Linked DNA regions of Ovis canadensis: region 1 is linked to region 2. A link is a contact called in public Hi-C data. All regions are on one chromosome and are shown on one strand. Each heading gives the region's core, a stretch centred on a gene start, on an enhancer-like site or on the middle of the called end of the contact. The rest is flanking DNA. Distances are from core to core; before and after follow the strand shown.

Region 1 (3,436 bases), core at 431-2,930, 160 kb after region 2:
GTCTGTGCTTAGCGCGGCTGCGGGCCAGAAGGAGACGGATGGGTCACCGAAAGGCCCTGGCCCCGAAGCCATCGCCTCCGCCCTGGGAGGTCCTCGCGGCGCGCCTCCCTGACCACCCGCCCGCGGAACTGCCTCTGGGTAGCCGGCTGGGTTTAGAAAAACCCTCCACCTAGCCACACTAGCTTGGCGACAGACCCCGAGACGCTCCCTCTCCATTCCCTGTCGCTTCATTTAACCCGATCTGAAGCCTCAAATTTGCCTCCTCCCCACCCCCGCGCGATGTGACCTTGGATAGTGCCCTTCCCCCTCTTCTGCACCATCCGAGCCTTATTTCCCCTTATGTAGCGGGCGAGGAGGGCGTGCTAAACTAGATGACCCCAAGCTCCACGCAGCTTAAAAACCACCACGGTTCTAAATCCTTTCACCCCCCCCCCCCCCAATCCGCTTCCCCCACTGCCAAGCCGCCCGCCGCCCGCCGCCCTCGCCACTACAACCTCTCTCCCTCCCTTTCCGGAACAGTAACAACTTGGAGTTGTGGCTATAAATAAGCCCCAGACCGTGGGAACGCAAGAGTGAGCCAAGGCAGTAAAATGTAGCTGAATGCCTCTCACAACCACGGGCGGAAGTCTGGAAGAAATCACCGCGGGGCGAGAGAGACGCCGGCAGAGGGGGACGCGGCGAGCCGCTCTCACCCGTCATCTGTGCCCGCTGCAGGTTCCGGAGGTGTTTCACTGTCATTTCCAGAATGTCCGCCTTCTCCAGCTTGGAATGCCGCGAACTCTGCACAGAAGAGGAGGCAAAGGAGGAAAGTGAGAGCCTCGCCAGAGGTTTCGGAATGGTGGGGGTCCGTCCCTCCCCCTGGCCACGGCGGCGACAGCCCTAGACCTCGGCTAGAGGGGCCCAGCTCTCCCGCCTCTGAGAATGCAGTGCAGGCAGGGAAGACCCCGCAGGCAAGGGGATTTCATTCTTAATACCTGGGAGAGAGAGAAAAAAAGAATTACCCACTTACATCTTTTTTAAGAGCATCCAAAATCAGTGTTTTTAGCTGGCTCAGACTTTCATTTATTCTTGCTCTTCGTCTTTTCTCCATGATAGGCTTTGATGACTGTAAAGAAAATTTTTAAAAAAGAGCGCTTGAGTTCCCATGGGACCTGCCATTTCTCCCCGCGATTTTAAGGGAGAAAAGAGCCCCAACCCCGACTTAATTTCTTGGGGGTGCAGGGAAATACAGGTACTGCCCTTACCTTTCTGTGCTCAGATGCTGTCTTTGGTTTATCCGGTGTCGTGTTGACACTGGCTGGGGTAGCAGCCACCGGGGACGAGGAGTTTTTCTCCATTATATCAGCTGGCATTTTCTTTTTCTTTTTTTAATCCCTAGAGAATTTTATTTTTGGAGTTCTTCACACACAAAAAAATTGTCTTGCTTATGTCCCTTTTACTTTATACTTTCTCAAAACTACTGAGCAAGTGCTGAGGGTTTATTATAATATCTTATGGCTACTTGGTGATCGGTAGCGCAATTCCAGGACCAAGGAGAGAGGTAGACGGGGGATTCCGCTGTTATCAGCACCAGCTCCGGATCCTGTGTGATCCCCAGGCCCTGGCGGCCTCTATATATATCTGGGACTGCACGCGAACGGCTCGTGTGAAACTTCCCAAACTTTCTTTCCCACAGTAACTTTCAGCCAATGGGAGGAGGAGACACGCGGCACCGCTCGTGGACCGCGCCCCCCCATTGGCCGCCAGGCACAAGGCCTGGCGGCCAATGGCGCGCGCCTGAGCCCGGGGCACCAGAGGCTACAACGTCAATCAAAAGGATTTTAACCCTTTGCTACTCTCCCTGCTGGCCTTTGCTTTAGAAAGGATTTTTCCGCATTGGGTTTGCTCTAGTTTATTTCTCTTGGGGCTTCGGCCTTTGCTCTTTATTTCCTTTCATATGTAATAGAGCTGCTTTGCCAGTAATAAGTTCATTTGAAATATATATTTTTAAAGGTTTAGAAGGACAGGGATTAAAGGTTATAAATGCAGTGGTTAGAACGGGGGAATGTAAGGGTGTGAGTTACGAAAAGATCTAAGTGATTTCCCTCTCAGACTCCGCACGTTCGGGGGAGGAGGGGGGTGAAAGTTGACCGTGCAAAAAAGGGCAAAAAAATTTTCCTTTTGCATGCAGAAAAGGAAAATGTGCCTCCATCTTATATTTGCAGGTTTTTCAGAGCAAGGTGGTTTTCGATCTCCGCACCCCTCCCCCGATCCGTCCCTCATTTTTCCTCTGGAGTTGGGGGCCTCGGACCCCGCGCTTCCCCAGGAAACAATCAGAATAATTTCCAACTGAGCAGAAAGGAAATGGAATTTCAAATGAAAGGTTAACAAGGGGGACTTTGATGGCAATGCCTCAAGGACGCACGCACGTCCTTGCCAACTTTTCCCTTTCCATCCGCCCCCTCTCGGTTCTGCAGCGCGCCGAGGCGGCCTGCCGAGCGGCAGCCTCTCCCTCCTTCCCGCCCCGCGGGCGGCCAGGGCAGCCTCGGCACCCGGCGCGCGCGGGCCCTTTAAGAGCTACACCAGCCGAGCTGCAGTTTGACATCAGCCGGCCGGCGAGGGCGCGCCTGGAGCCGGAGCACGTGCCAGGATGTTTTATTGCCGCCGCGACTGCGGCCGGGCAGGGAGGATGTGTGTGTGTGCGTGCGTGTGTGAGTGTGTGCGCGCGCCCCGGGGGCAGGGAGGCGGGGGGCGGCGGCGGGCGGCGGAGCGCGGGGGCTGGTTCCTGGTCCCCGGGAGAAGCCAAGAAGGTAAATAGCAGCTGCTGTGCTCGAGCCTGGGAAAACCCCGCCCCCTGCGCCTGGCCTGGGCTCATTGGCGCGCGCTGCGTGTGGGGTGTGTGTGTGTGTCCCTGGGCCCCCCCCTCTCCTCCGGCCCCCGCCGGGCCTGGAATCCGAGGGGGCGGCGGGCTGGGAGCCTAGCCCAGGCGCTGACCAACCGCCCCCACCCCAACTACCCCCGGGCCAAGGTCAGCCCTTCCGGGCGGGGAGCGCACGCCCTGGGGTGGAGAGTGGGGAATTATTCCAACCCCCCCCTCCACCCCTGATTTCGGGCTTGAGGTTTTAACTCCGCCGAAAGCCTCACTTGCAACAGCCCGGGGGAGGGGTGGGGACCTTCTTGTTTGCTCCCTGCCCTGGCCCTCCCTCCCCCCGCGGGGCCCCCGGCGCCCGCCGTGGTCACGAGATGCCTGACCGCACTTAGGAAGCGGCCGGGTCAGCCTCCTGCCTCCGCTCGGCGGCTGCGGTTAAAGCGGCTTCGCGCCGCCCGCCTTCTCTCCGAGTCCAGGGAGGCCGGGCAGCTCCCCCTCGCTGCACCCGGGAGGCCGCCGGCGGGCGGCCGGGAAGAGGCGGGCGGCGCGGGCGGCTGCGTGCTGCCGGCTGGCCGGGCCGCGCGCCGG
Region 2 (3,439 bases), core at 782-3,281:
CTTTGGGGGAATGGATGGAAACGAAGGGAGAATGTTAAAATGCATGTATCCCTTCAAAATTGAGATAATCTTACAGAGAACTTTGGTGGTTCTCTCACTCCAGGCTCTGAAGCTAGAGCTTTACGTATCAGCCACTTGCTGGGCTCTAGAAAGCCTCAGTCTCCCTGAAACTCCCACCAGCGTCTGTTTCCTGCATCACAGCTCGGATGGCTTCTCATAGGGTCCTGGACAGAACCCAAACTCATCAACTTTAAAGTCCCTCGTCCCCATCTCTGTCCAGCCTCAGCTGCTTCTTTTCCAGTCAGACATCCTGTTTACAGATCCCAGACGGGACACGGTGGGGGTGGGGGTGCGGTTCTCACCTTTGTACCTTTTGAGGGCAAAGCGGTGAGTGGAGTGGTCAGGAGTGTGAGGTCCAAACTCGGGCACATTCAAAGTCCACCATGCCCTGCTTGTGAGGGCCACACAGCCTCCCAGACCCACAGTGCGCATCCCTCCAGTGTCCGTTTGCTCCAAACGCCATCCTTCCTCCCGCCCTCATGGGCGTCAGAACTCCTAGTCCTGTGATATCTATTCCACAGTCATTTATTTGTATATGTCTCTAGCCTTTCCACCTGGACTCTGTGTACCCCTCAGAGCACCTGCATGACAAATAACAAAGATAAATATAGAAATCCATTGTGAACTTCGATCAGAGCCCTCCATCCCCTCCACTTTGGAAAGACCGGATGACCGGTATATCCTCTCTGTAAGACAGGTGCCTGTAAGAAAGGCCTCGGATCTGTCTTTTCCCTGAGAAGTCAGAAAAATAATCATGAGCGAAAAATGGGTGTCAGTCTCTATACCCTTAAAGTCAGTGGCTGACCCTCAGCTCTCAAACCCAGCCCCTCCTGAGTCACCCTGTGCAGGCCGCCTCCCACAGTGTTGCAGTTTGCCTGTGTTCCCACTCCCTGCCTCAGCGTACTCCCAAGCAGACAGGACAGGAAAGACCTGGGCCTCCGCAGGCTCCCTTGAGCGCGAGGTGCCTGACCCATGGATGATGAAATCATAACTCACAGGACTGTTCCTGGGATGAGAGGGAATATTTATGAATAGATGAAACTTGAGGGGCCCAGGGTGACTGACCCTTGGCGAGTTCCTTCCCGGCCTGGGGCCTTCCTTTCTCCCATCTGTCATGCAGGAGAAATGGGTCAGGTAATCTGGAATGTCCCATCCAGCTCTCTGACCCAGAGGTTTTGGGGAGGATGTGGAGAGGTTTTGCCAGCACTCAACACAGTCTGAGCCTGTGAGGCCTGACAAAACGCTGTTTAGAGCGTGCTTCTAATCCTATCATATGAATTGATAATTTAGATTATCAGTAGATTCTGATTCAGTGGATCTGAGGTGGGGCCTCAAGTCTGCGTTTCCAGGCAGTTCCCAGGTGATCTCAGGGCTGTGCCCTGCCCCTCCATGAGTCATGTAGTTCAGCCCTAGGTCCTCAAGGTGGGTCCTGGGAACCAGAGCATCAGCGTCACCTGGGAAACTGCTAGAGCTAGGAAGTCCCCACCACACACGTACTGGGGCAGAAAACTCCAGTATTGCCAGGCCGGCACCTGGCAATCCTTGCCTTAACAGCCTTCCAAGTGACTCTGATGTAGGCTCAAAGCAGTAGAACCAGTACTTTAAGGGAACCAGAACTGTACTTGGTGGACCATAGCAAACACCTCAAGAGTTTTAAAAAAGACTGGCGCCTAGGTCCCGCTCCAAGGGGTTCTAATTTAATTAAGGTGGGGTGTCTCCTGGGCACTGGGGTTTTGAAAAGTCCCTCACACGATTGAGATGTGATCGCTCTGAATGTTAGAAGGTATCAAAGATGTCAGACCCACACCAAGGGCTGCGGGGCTCCTGGACGCGCTCTCCAGGATATGGCCACTAGGGCGCGCTGTTGCGCCGCCTGGGAGGCCGCCGGGCGGACGACTGAGACTCCTCCCAGCCCGGGGCTGGAGGGGCTCCGAGGCTGGGGGAGGGGGACCCGCGGGAGCGGCTCCCGGCCGAGGCGGCCCTCCTCCGTGCATCTGTACCTAGTTAGAGCTGGCCCCGGCCCCACCGCGCTTGACGTCAGGGCTGTGCTCGGTGCTGGGGAGACGCGGCCATTGCAGTCTCGAGTCACGAGTTGCTTCGCCCGGCCAGCCATGCTGCCTGCCTCCTCCAGGCAGGGCGCCGGGCTCACCCTGGGTATCCTTTGTTCATGCTCCTTGGATGACGCGAGATCTCTTCCCAGATTCCACCGGACTAGAGCAGCAATGTCCTTTCCCATTCCCCGGCAGCTCCCTGCCCCTCCTCTACTTTATGAGGATCCCCGAAGGTCCCCGGAAATCCCCCAGACCAGGTACCTCCAGGCCAGATCCTTGGATCTTCCACTTCAGCTGCAAGAACCAAGTCTTACCTTTCTCCTTCTGAGTTTTTCTTCTTCCTGGCTCTCCCCAGCTCAGTTCCCGCTGCCTACTCCTTTTCTCTCTTATCTGAGGTGTGTAGATCAGATATTTCAACCTGATAATGTTCTTATATGCAGGAGCGGGAGAGATGGGGCCAGAGATTGCCTCCCTTGAATATGACTGACAAGGCAGTTGTCTTTGTAAGGAACGTTGTCTATGGTGGTGAGGAGTGAGTTCTGGTTGTTGATGAAAATTTAGTTTTAAAAAAAAACCAGCTCCTTCCTTGAAGCCAGGATGGGAGTTTATTCTAGAGGAGACTGCCCAGTCAGGTGCAGTGATCTTCTCCCTCTCTGGCTTCCCCTCTGGCTGAGGATGTCCCTGGAGTTGCTTTCCCAGCAGGCATGCCAGAGCTGCCTTTATCATAAAGACTCCCATTTCACCCGATATTGCTCCCCTCCCCCATGCTTGATTTTCTGGGCCTCTGTGTGAAATTTCATCTGGAGAAAAGTTTTGTGGGTAAAAGCAGCCTGAACACCTCTGGTCTGGATGATGTCTGATGACTCTCTGGGCTTCAACAGCTCATAATTTTAAAAAGAGGAGAGGAGGTAATTCTGGGAAGCAACAGGCAGGCCTGATTCCTGCTCTCTTCTTGACCTTCAGTGCGCCTGGCTCCTTCACTTGACACCCCTGCCCCCTCCCAACCATGACCAGCCAGTGAGGTGGGCATTCCTTGCAGTCCCTGAAGGGGGAGAGGCTGCTGGGGTGTTGGAAAGAGACACAGACCATCAGCACTGGGCAGATGACAGGAAGCCAGGCCAGCCCAGATGGGGAAACCGAGGCCCAGAGAGGGAAAGGACATGTTCAGGGTCACACAGCTGGTCTGCAGCATGTCCCTTCTCGAGCTGATTCCTCAGAAGCCCCTGGTAGGGTCCCTCAGGGCCCCAGACGCAAGATTGGACACTGTTAGGCAATGTTGAAGGAGTGATGGCTGGGTTCCAAAGGGAGCTGGTTTGGTTTAATTTGAG

Evidence for each region. A called contact is a pair of places that touch in the nucleus more often than the background predicts.
Region 1: a contact with region 2 is called in a Hi-C map of fibroblasts, with 4 times the contacts expected there. The contact joins the promoter of HES1 here to the enhancer-like site in region 2. A contact is called at or near these places in 2 of 2 Hi-C or Micro-C datasets (fibroblasts and lung).

The regions. Positions count from the first base shown.
Region 1 is chr1:196,590,116-196,593,551 of ARS-UI_OviCan_v2, forward strand. It overlaps HES1 (hes family bHLH transcription factor 1), which reads right to left and starts at 1,681. Exons shown (of 4, transcript XM_069579465.1): 1 at 1,245-1,681; 2 at 1,010-1,105; 3 at 693-780; 4 at 1-17. The coding sequence starts at 1,352.
Region 2 is chr1:196,433,165-196,436,603 of ARS-UI_OviCan_v2, forward strand. No RefSeq gene overlaps it. Among named protein-coding and RNA genes, the nearest start is that of CPN2, 30 kb to the left of the region's middle. Within about 2 kb of position 2,032, the one cell type or tissue checked has open chromatin away from gene starts, as enhancers often do. A contact at or near this core is called in fibroblasts, where this site is marked.